3 separate regions of the Sus scrofa genome follow, and all the other regions are linked to region 3. A link is a contact called in public Hi-C data. All regions are on one chromosome and are shown on one strand. The core of a region is the stretch at or near the end of the contact, and the rest is flanking DNA. Distances in the headings are between cores, read along the strand shown. Region 1 overlaps LOXL2 (lysyl oxidase homolog 2). Region 2 holds the start of SLC25A37 (mitoferrin-1). Region 3 holds the start of LOXL2 (lysyl oxidase homolog 2).

Region 1 (3,486 bases), core at 136-2,635, 95 kb after region 3:
TTCTTCTGAGCTGGAGCTCCAGGAACTTTGACACCCCGCACCCACCCCTCCAACCCCTGCTTTTCCTGAGTTCTGTTTTATTTCTTTGTTTACGGATGTTGCAATCAATGATTTGGGAGGGATGGCTGGGAAAGAACATCCTGGCTAAGCATATGTCCCTTCAGGGCTTGCCTTCCTGGACCTTGGCTGAGAACCTCTGACCAGAAGTCCCCAGGGAGTGTAAGAAGGCCTTCTCCAGGCTCTGTGGGAGGACCTTTCAACAGGACCCCTGGCCCCAAATCTCTGTCGGGTCCCTGTGGGAGTGTGATGAAAGCTGGCCCATCCTCCACTCCAAAAAGTCATTTCTAGATGGAACATCCTGTGTTGGCAGATTTACAGACACCGAAGGCCATCTGTGGGGCCGAGTTGAGAACCCCGGCTCAAATAAGTGTGAGCAGGAAGACTCTCCCTCCCGATGTAGTGGGTGCTGCAGTGAGGAACAGAGCTCTGTTCCTTGAAAGCACTAAGATGAAACACAGAGACTGACCCCCGGAGGAGTCTCCTTAACAACCAGACCTAGAGGGAAATGCCAGGAGCCCTGCTCTTTCATATTCATGGCCCTTGATGGATGGGGGTCCCCCTCCCGCTGAGCATCCTGCCTGGACCACTGCCGCCCTAGAACTCCGGAATCGCACGGTTAGAAGGCTGTCCTTCCTCTCATCCAGGTTACAGTCACCTCTGCCTAGTGTCTGATATTCTTCCCCCCCATAGACTTCTGAAATTTTTTTTTGCAAATCAGAGTTTCCCTAACTTTATCCCATGGCTCAGCCCCCCCCCCCCCACTTAGACCCCTGAAGCTCAGGACACTCAGCCTGAAGAGAGGAAATGTCCCCTGATCACCAGGAGGCACCCTCCTGCCTTCTCAGCAGCCCTGCTTTGTGTCTCCTGGGATGCTTGTATGGGTGGTGGAGGGGGGGCGCCCCTGGTTGCGGGAAATGTGGCCCCGGAGGTGATGTCCACATGCCCCCCAGACAGAAAGCATAGAGGCTCCCGCAGGGCAGCCAGCCAGAATCAGGAGGCTCCACACCAGCTGTTTCCTCCTGGTGTCTGCAGGGGAAAAACTGAAGAGTTGGGGGAAGACTCTTAAATCAAGTTTTCAGGAAACAGGGGGAGCGGGAGAAGGTCAGCCTTACAAGAGTCCGTCTGTGGACTCCGTCTGAATTTTGTTTAGACAACGGAACATAGCCTATTCCTCTTCAGTCTTTCCAGCCGGTAAACATGGTAACATAAACCCCTCTCTGAAAGATGCAGACATGTTTTAGGCAGTGAGTCAGACCTCATGTCTCATCATGCTCTCTCCAGAAGCCAAAATAGACTCGTTCAAAATCATCCCTTCAACAGCCACAAAACACGTCCTTGTGAATGGTCCTGTGGGCCTCTGGCTCAGCATCCTTTTACCCAGCAACATGAGTGACCTGGGAAAAGCCCAACTTAGGAACTTCTGACATTATTTTTAGCACAAGCCCAACACAGGAGGAAGGGAAAAGAGCCTCTAATTTCCTCTCTGCAGCCTGGCCTTTTAATCTCTCTCTTCCCCCTGTCCTCTCCTGCTCCTGTTCCAGCAAAGGGAACCTGAGACCAGCCACCTGAGGCTTGGGAGGCCAGGGAGCTGCTGTGGATCTGGGGATGATGGGAGCGATGGGAGCAGTGGTGCTGGTAATAAAATACGATGCCATCACTCCCAGGAGGGGTACAAGAATGAGCGGTGCCAGGTACCTAGTGCTCCTCAGTTACAAGCCCCAGATTTCAAGCAAGGAGGTATTTCTGTGATGTCTCCTAATCCATCCTTCCAGAAGCCCCCACAGGGGTCACGCTGTCATTCTGTCTTTCCTAAGGAGGGATCTCGGGTTGCACAGAAGCAAAACTCGCATTCTATTCCCCAAGGCTGGGTACCTTGTTCCTGGTTTTCCCCCATTTCCCAAATGTCCCTGTAATGACAGAGACAAGCACATTCAAATCTGTGCAGCCGCTTGTGATTGCATATAGCAGCTTAGGATGGGCCTGGCTACCAAGAGCCTCAGCCTGTTTCCCTTATTTATTCTGCACCAAACACAGGCCTTCCCAAGGATCTGCATCTGTTCTCATCTCCCCTCAAGGTATGAGTTGGGACACTGTTAAGGAAACACTCCAGCAGAGGAGTTCCTGTTGTGGCACAGAGGAAACGAATCTAACTAGTATCCATGAGGACATAGGTTCGATCTCTGGCCTCACTCAGTGGGTTAAAGATTCAGCTTTGCGTGAGCTGTGGTGTAGGTCACAGATGCGGCTCGATCCCTGTTGCTATGGCTGTGGTATAGGCGGGCAGCTGCAGCTCTGACTGATTTGACCCTTAGCCTGGGAACCTCCATATGCTGCAGGTGCAACCTTAAAAAAAAAAGCAAAGAAAAAAACAAAAGAAAACATTCAGCTGAGGCAAGAGGCACCGGAGTGCACAAGCGTCCCCCTCTGCTCCTTCTTGGGCCCGCATGATGCACCTGCCACCCTCTCTTGCGCGCTGGGCAGGAAACCCTCTCTCCCCTCCTTTTTATTTGCTCAATGTCACCTGCTTCGGTACACGGGTGCCTTTCCCACACCTCCTCCCCTCTTCAACCTCTCTCCCTCCGCACCATATTCCCACCTTAAAAAGTCTTCAGGAGTTCCCCTCGTGGCTCAGCAGAAACTAATCTGAAGAGTATCCATGAGGACGCAGGTTCGATTCCTGATCTTGCTCAGAGGGTTAAGGATCTGGCGTTGCTGTGAGCTGTGGTGTAGACCAGCGGCTACAGCTCCAATTCGACCCCTCGCCTGGGAACCTCCATATGTGTGGGTGCAGCCCTAAAAAGACGAAAAAAAAAAGTCTTCAAAAGACATCAAAGATGGAGTTCCCATTGTGGCTCAGTGGGTTAAGAACCTGACATAGTGTCTATGAGGAGGCAGGTTTGATCCCTGGCCTCATTCAGTGGGTTAAGGATCTGGCATTGCCACGAGCTTCGGTGTAGGCACATGTGGCTCAGATCTGGTGTTGCTGTGGCTGTGGCACATGCCTTTGGCTGCGGCTCCAGTTCAGCCCCTAGCTGGGAACTTGGCATGTGCCACAAGTGCGACCCTCAAAAGAAAGAGGAGAAAAAGACATCAAAGAGGGACTGACATTCACCTGCAGAAAGTGTACCACGTAGGAGCAGTGGCTGTGGCAGCCACCTGAGGGCTCAGGAAGGTACTGCACGCATCTACTTTAAAAAATCCTAATTTATTGACCTTATTGATGCCAGCCCCGTGCTCATCAGTTTCCCTCGCACGTTCCCACGACAGCCCGTGTGTGAGGCATCATTATTCCCGTTTAGCTGACAAGAGACCTGAGGACTGGGAAGGGGAGCAGGCTGTCCCCCTCCAGAGCCCATGGAAGCCCTGTGGTCCCCGACTTCGCCTCCATCCCCCCTTCCCTTTGTGCCCCATGACCCGCTCCTCTCC
Region 2 (3,503 bases), core at 517-3,016, 120 kb before region 3:
CTTCGAAAACCAAAGAGACAAGATCTCCCCATGGCCTCCATAACCCTGGCAGGCAAGGACCATTCCTTTAATTCCCCCTGAGACACCGGAGGGACAGAAGGTGTGATGGCTCAGGCCCAGTCTTAACTTGGGCCTCACCTGACTGAGGACATCCATGGCTTTTCTTGGGACCAGTGTCTGTCCAGCCACTGACTCACAACTCTGAGAACTGCCCAGGGAGGGGAAAACCATCTGAGTTAGACATTCTAGCCTTCACGCTGCTTCTGTGGAGCCAGCATGAGCAACAAGATACAGATGCTAGTTGCGGAGCTCTGTGTGCCCTGCCATTCAATGTCCCTGCCACCCTTTTAGAGAGCCCCCAAATCTCCCAAAGCACAGTGGGGCTGGAGTCAAAGGATTCAGGTGGAAAATGAGCCAGCGCAGGCTAATTTGTTCACCTCTCTGTGCCTGGGTTTCTTCCTCTGTTAATTCCCAGGGCTGCTCTATGAATTAGATGAGTTAAGCCTACAAAAGTGCAATGTATCAATCCTGGAATTACTTTCCTGCAGTACCCTATCCCCTAGCCATTCGGTGTCCTGAACAGACTGACAGAGGGCAGCTCAGGCAAAATCGGCCTGGCTAAAGCTGTCTCCTTAAGGAAATGCATTTAAAACTACCCGGGAAGAGCGGGACAAACAGAACGCCTTATTACACAAGACCCTAAGAAGGGCTATTATAGCACACGCTCTCCCAGCCTCCCCGACTCCCTGTAACAAAAAGAGATGGCAAATGTCACTGCACGTCTCACGCCTCTACTGCTGGAGGGCGTGCGGCCGGGCCGGGGCCACGTTTCTCGGAGCGAGAGCGGTTAGCGCTCCCGGCGGCGAGTCCCCCGGGGACGGCGCACGTGTGGGCAGCCTCAACCACCGGCACCGGTTGGCAGACGCCACTCGCCGCGGCTCGGACACCAGGCGAGCCAGCGGAGCCGCGACGAGCCGGAATCGCAAACCGTCCGATCGCGTGGCCAGACACGGTCAGACTGTGCAGAGCTGCACCGGCCGCCTCCCTCGGGAACCCCGCCTCCGCCACAGCGGCCAGCGGCGCTAGCCACTTTCCTCGCCGGCCGCAGCCAGCCGGGCCGTGAACGCGGGCCAGTGCCTGAGCCGGACGCAGACTGGGGCACCCTCGTGGGCTCGGGGGTGCCCCAGGGCCCAGGCGCGCAGCGGAAGGAGAGGCGCGGCGCGTTCTTCGGCGCCCCGGCTGCGCGCGCCAGCTCCCGGCGAGACGCGGGGTGCCACTGCTCCAGAGAGAGCGCAGTTTCGGGGAGCTGCCCCCAGGCAGCTCCAGCGCGGGATGCAAATGCAAACACAGGCGAGTGCGCTCTCCTCTCTTCTCGCTCCGTCCCTAAAGTCCCCTAGCGCCTCACCTTCACTGAGTCTACCGGGTACATGACCGAGTGCTCCAGGATCCCGGCCATCGCTCCGGCTGTCATGTGGGTGGATAAGGAGGCGCTGGTCGGCAGGTTCTCGTAGTCCTCCGACCCGGCGTCCTTGCAGCCGCCGCCGCCATCTCGGCTGTCCCCATCCATCCTGCGCCCCCCAGCCTGGCTCCCTACGCCGCCGCAGCGTAGCTCCATCCGCCGGCTCCGCGGGGCGCGGGAGGCTGCAAGAGGCAGGCGGGGAGGGGGAGGGGGCGAAAAACTTCACTTCTTTAAAGTGGGAACCACCTCCCCGGTGCTGCGGCGCCTGACGCCATGGCGGGCTGGGGTGGAGCAGAGGGGCCCCAATCACTGGAAAAGAAAAGGCCAGCCGCTGCCTCGCCATTGGTGTGCGGGAAAGGGGGGACCCGCCTCCCAGTGTGACGTCACTGTCCAGTGCAAATTTCCAAGCAACCGGACGGGGGCGAGAGACGTTGGGGGTGTCCCGGAAAGTTGTCTTACCTCCTGGTGAGGTGGTGCTGCCAGGCTTGGGACAGGCAGGGGGTCAGTCACTGGGGTGGGTCAGCCTGGCCGCAGGGGGCAAATGCTTAAGGCTGAAGGGAGATCTGGAAGAGTGGTCATTCTGCCCCTAGAGCCTGGGATTTTGCAAACAGTATTGCTCAGAAAGCTTTGGCATTCCTCAGGCCTGGAGTGGGGGGAAGTTATTGCGAATATTCTCAATGGAACAGTTATGGTGACTGCGGGGGGGGGGCACGTGGGGGTGGAGTAGAGTTCTAGAATTGAGGACCCACTGCATGATATGAGTGCTGCATTTCCTTTTGTGCACCAAGAGGTCATGTACCGTGGAGAGAAGAAGCTAAAAACTCAAGGTTCTGCACCAGGATGCTTTATTGGGGAGAACAGCCATTTACTCAAAGTCTTTTCTTTCACTGAAAACACAGAGTAAAATTTTCTCCTCATCACATTCTCACAAAAGGGCTAAATTCACCCTTCCCTGGGCTAGTGAAGACAAGTAGTCACCAGGATGGAGCCCTTCTGTGTAGGCACCTTCAGCTCACTTTTCTGAGGCTGAAAGAGCTTTAGAGGCCCAGTCTCACAGTAGGGTGCAAAGTAGCCGAAAGAGTGTATCTTGCAGTCTTGTGTCTGCCTGGCTTGAAAGGCTCTGGTCTCTAGTTCTTAAACTCATTCCAAGCTGTCTTCTCAAAGTGTAACCCAGGCTACTTTATTTTAACCTAAATGATACTGTCTTATTTCATCTGGGGATGGAGGAGAAATCAAAAAGTAGAGGAGTAGCCTATTAATCTAGGGCTCCATGGAAGCATGGCATCTGCACATCAAACTGTGCACATTCTGTGCCTTGAGGCATGGCTCTAGCTGATCAACTTTTACTGCCCGTTATCTAGAGAAGCCTTCTGGTCAGGAAAGCTGTGCCTTGAGATAATGAAAGGGTGGGGAAGGGGACCTTAAATGTGCTGCACCCCTCTTTGGCCTCACCCTGGGCCCAAGATTCAGGTCACAACAACCCAGGAAGCTCTCAGGGATTTAAGGTTCAGTGATGTGAGCAATGTCAATAGAGGCTTCAAGGCCAAGGCACCATCTCCCCGTTTTTGGTAGCTGCCAATAGTTCCTCCCAAGATGGACTAGGTAAAACAAGCTCTGTATTTAGTGATTGTTGGAGAAAAATTTCCCTGTTCTTACCAAAAGTGGTTTTTCAAGCAAGGTTGGTCAACACCTGTTGATACTCTATAAAAATGGATACCCTTTAACCAGTACATATTAACCCTTTTGCCCACTTCAGAGAATGTGACACAAGAGTCTAAGATAGGCATAACACTCTTCAAAGCATTATTTACAGTAATGAATAATGGAAAACAACCAAAATGTTCAACTGGAGAGGAATGGCTAATTAAATGATAATACCTGAATGAGTGAAATATTATGGGGCCATTAAAATTGTGGTTATGTCAGGCAACAACATGGGCAATGATTATGATGGAATATTAGGTGAAAAATCAGAACAAAATTTTATGAACATTACATTTGCAAAGATGTAAATACACACATGAAAAGGGTAAAGTGGTTATTG
Region 3 (3,181 bases), core at 33-2,532:
CCTTCCCACTTTGCCCAGTTTCCCCAATGGTGACATTTTGCAAAACTGTAGGACAAAATCACAACTAGAATATTGACTTTGATGCAATCCGCTGATCTTATTCAGATTTCCTGTTTTACCTGTACTTTGTGTGTAGTGTGTGTGTGTCCTTGTGTATATTAAGTTTATACAATTATATCACCTGCGTAGCTTCTTGCATCCACTACCACAGCCAAGATACTGAACAGTTCCAACAGCACAGGAACTCCCGGTGCCCTTTTAGAACCACACCCACCTCCCTCCTGTTCCTTGGCTTCACCACCCACCAGACCAGGGGTTGATTCCGTGTGGAGGGTAGGAAGGAGGGCAGAAGAGAACTCACAGGGTGGAGGGCTGTGAGTTAGGGTGCTAAGTTTGAGACTTGCTAGGTTAGCTGTGGCTGTGGGAATGTCCTAGAGAGCCGTGGATTTACGAAAGTCCACCCTAGAGGAGGGAAGTTTTTGCTGGAGTCTGAGATGGACTAGAGCTATCCCCCTCTAGTGGATCTGAGATGGACTAGATGAACTAGCCACCTATCAGGGCTAGAGCTGGGGTCTGCTGGGAGGGACCCGAATGGGCAGAGAGTATAAGGACCTGGAGGAGGATCACCACCCTTAATGGAAGTCCTCTTCTGGGTTCTGTCTGCATAGACACCCCACAGATGGGTGCCTTGTTTTGCAGCTGGCTGCCTCCTGCCCAGCCAAACCTTGTTCTTGCTTAAGAGGTCCGGGAATCTCCTCAGAGGATGCCCCCAGCCCGCAGGACCCCCTCACTTTGCCCCTAGTGTGAGCCTCAGAACCAGGCATGGAGATCCTTCTGCACAATATGCGCCCTTAGCCCAGGCTTGCTAATCCTGGCCCTCGGGTGTGGGGACGGACCTTAGAGGTCACTGAGTCCAAAGCCTTTAATTACAAAGGAGAAAATTGATCCTCAGGGGAGAAAGAATTTTGGCTGAGGCCGAAGATGTGATCTGCTGGAAGAAAGGGGGCTCTTTGCAATCACCTTCGGAAACTGCTTCCTCCAGAGAGGAGAAACCCAGCGGAGATGGACGAAAGTTTCTGAAGTCTTTCATTCATCAGTTTTTATTGAGCGTCTACTACGAGCCAGAAAGTGCCGGGTTCTGGATAGGAAGATGGATTAGGCACGGACCCGAATGCTGGTGGATTAGGACCACAAAGAGTTAAATTCCAGGATCTAGGCGGGGGGTAGGGGGTTGGAGTGTGGAAGAATCTCCCGAGGAAAAGTCCGCTCCCTAGCTACTCAGGCTCCGGAAACCTGGGCGAGAAGAGCCTGGGAAGGGCTGCCCCATTGGCGCGCGGCTTCCCCGCGGAACAAAAGGGGCAGGAGGCCGGGCCTGCGGCGGTGGCCGCCTTTAGGGAAGGGGGTGGGTCCGGGGAGGGTTTGCTGTGGGGCGCTGGTTAAAAGTACCGGGAAAAGCGCTACTCCGGCGCTCGGCTTCCTAAAACTGGGAGCTCGCTTTTTCCAACGGCCGGAAGTTTCGGCTCGTCTGCTCTGTTCGGGTAGTGGGCTCCGCGGCGCCGGGCGCAGGAGAGGGGCCGCTGTGGAAAGCCTGGCCCCAGCCGAGCCAGCGCGCACTTCTGCTGCCAAGTAAGAGCGCTGCCTGCGCGTCCCCTCTCCCCATGGCGGTTCTCGGGAAAGCCAGGGCGTCCTGGTGGGTCTCCAGGCTCCGCTCTCCTCGGGGCCCCCCTCTCAGCCTTGCTTGGGGTTCCCAGGACTCGAGCGGCGGGCATCCAGAGGGAGGGCTTCATGTTTGGAGAGACGAGGACGTGCAGGCTAACGGGTCCTGCTCCGACTAGGGCGGACTCACCCAGCCCCACCTCGCCTGAACTCTGCGAGCCGACGCAGCAGGCGCGCCCCAGGGAGCAGGGCGCTTGGTTCGTTGCTCGCCAGGGGCTCCTGCGACCAGGCAGGATAGAGCCAGGAGAGACTCGGTGCGCGGTAGGTGCCTAGGAGCGCGGGACCCTGGGGACTGCGCTGGTGCCCGGACTTCTGGCTTTTGAGGTGTGGAGCGCGCGCGGGGATGGGGGCCGCCCTGGAGTGTCCCCGGGGCTGTGGCTTTGGGGATGTGGAGCGCACAGGGCTGGGGTTGGCGGGGTAGGGGCATGGGGCTGAGCCTGGTAGCTCTAGAGCCCACAGCCTGGAGTCAGTTTTCTCCCGAGAAAGCCTCGGCTGAGCGCAGGAGCGCCCTGAGTCCTGTGCGCTGAGCGGCGAGGTCCGCACCCGAGGTATTCATTCTTGGCTCGTCCGGGTTCCAGGAAACCTCTCCCGCCGTAGTCACTGGGAGGCCCTGGAATAGGAAAGAACCAGCACAGGCGAACCCATGGGTCGTACGTGCAGGATCGCCCTGGGGCTCATCCTGGTGGTGTGCGGATACTCCCTCTGTCCTCAGTGCCCCCAAGTTTTACGCAGGCGCTTTGGACACCACGCTCCCGCCCCCGCCCCCGCCCCCCAGCCCACACCTTCTGGAACGCTCTGAAGTAGCTGCCCGCCGGAGGTGTCGCTGTAAATCAGCGCCGGAATAAATATGATTGGAAGAAACCGGCGAGATGCCTTCCTCTCCGTCGTCATCCCTCACCCGAACCGGGAAAGACCACCAAAGCCCAGCCTGGGTGGAGCGAGGCGCGGCGGCGACACGCTGTGGGGGAGGGGGACTGAACTTCTCGAAGCTGGGAAACTTCGGGCCCTGCGATAGGAATGAAAGTTAGAAACATACCCCCGAACTAATTTCATCTCCTGAAATCTCAGAACTGTGGAGATGTTCAGATCAGTCCAATCGATTCTTTTTGCAGAAAAGGAAAAGTGCTGACGCCCAAGATGCTGCGTAGTCAGTGTGGAGACTCGACCTATATCCCTTACTCCAGGCCCCATCCTTACCCCCACCTTTAGCCTGTCTGGGACCCACAAAAGGCCATATGTCACCCTTGTGGAATGATTTAGTTATTTATGGTGTATTGTATACTTATTGGTTAAGATGGGGCTTAGGACGAAGACGAAGTGCTCAATTCCGTGGTCAGTTCCCGATGAACGACTGACTCCCTGGACCCTGCCTGAGCTCAGTTACTCATCTCCCTCCTCCTTTTGTCCTCTTCCCCTTCCTGGCCCTTAGGATCTGTCCTTGGAATGACCATCAAACCCGTGGCAA

Evidence for each region. A called contact is a pair of places that touch in the nucleus more often than the background predicts.
Region 1: a contact with region 3 is called in a Hi-C map of fetal skeletal muscle, with 4 times the contacts expected there. The contact joins the enhancer-like site here to the promoter of LOXL2 in region 3. A contact is called at or near these places in 1 of 5 promoter capture datasets (liver), 19 of 47 Hi-C or Micro-C datasets (alveolar macrophages, brain, embryonic fibroblasts and 10 more) and 2 of 2 datasets of contacts at active chromatin or transcription factors (alveolar macrophages and skeletal muscle).
Region 2: a contact with region 3 is called in a Hi-C map of fetal skeletal muscle, with 1.8 times the contacts expected there. The contact joins the promoter of SLC25A37 here to the promoter of LOXL2 in region 3. A contact is called at or near these places in 1 of 47 Hi-C or Micro-C datasets (fetal skeletal muscle) and 1 of 2 datasets of contacts at active chromatin or transcription factors (skeletal muscle).

What each region holds. Positions count from the first base shown.
Region 1 is chr14:7,443,935-7,447,420 of Sscrofa11.1, reverse strand. The region is part of intron 10 of LOXL2 (lysyl oxidase homolog 2); the gene reads left to right. Among named protein-coding and RNA genes, the nearest start is that of R3HCC1, 26 kb to the right of the region's middle. Within about 2 kb of position 1,385, at least 21 of the 83 cell types and tissues checked have an H3K27ac peak or open chromatin away from gene starts, as enhancers often do. A contact at or near this core is called in fetal skeletal muscle, retroperitoneal adipose tissue and skeletal muscle, where this site is marked.
Region 2 is chr14:7,663,265-7,666,767 of Sscrofa11.1, reverse strand. It overlaps SLC25A37 (mitoferrin-1), which reads right to left and starts at 1,766. Exons shown (of 5, transcript XM_021072304.1): 1 at 1,406-1,766. The coding sequence starts at 1,615.
Region 3 is chr14:7,538,800-7,541,980 of Sscrofa11.1, reverse strand. LOXL2 (lysyl oxidase homolog 2) reads left to right here and starts at 1,282. Exons shown (of 14, transcript XM_021074114.1): 1 at 1,282-1,626.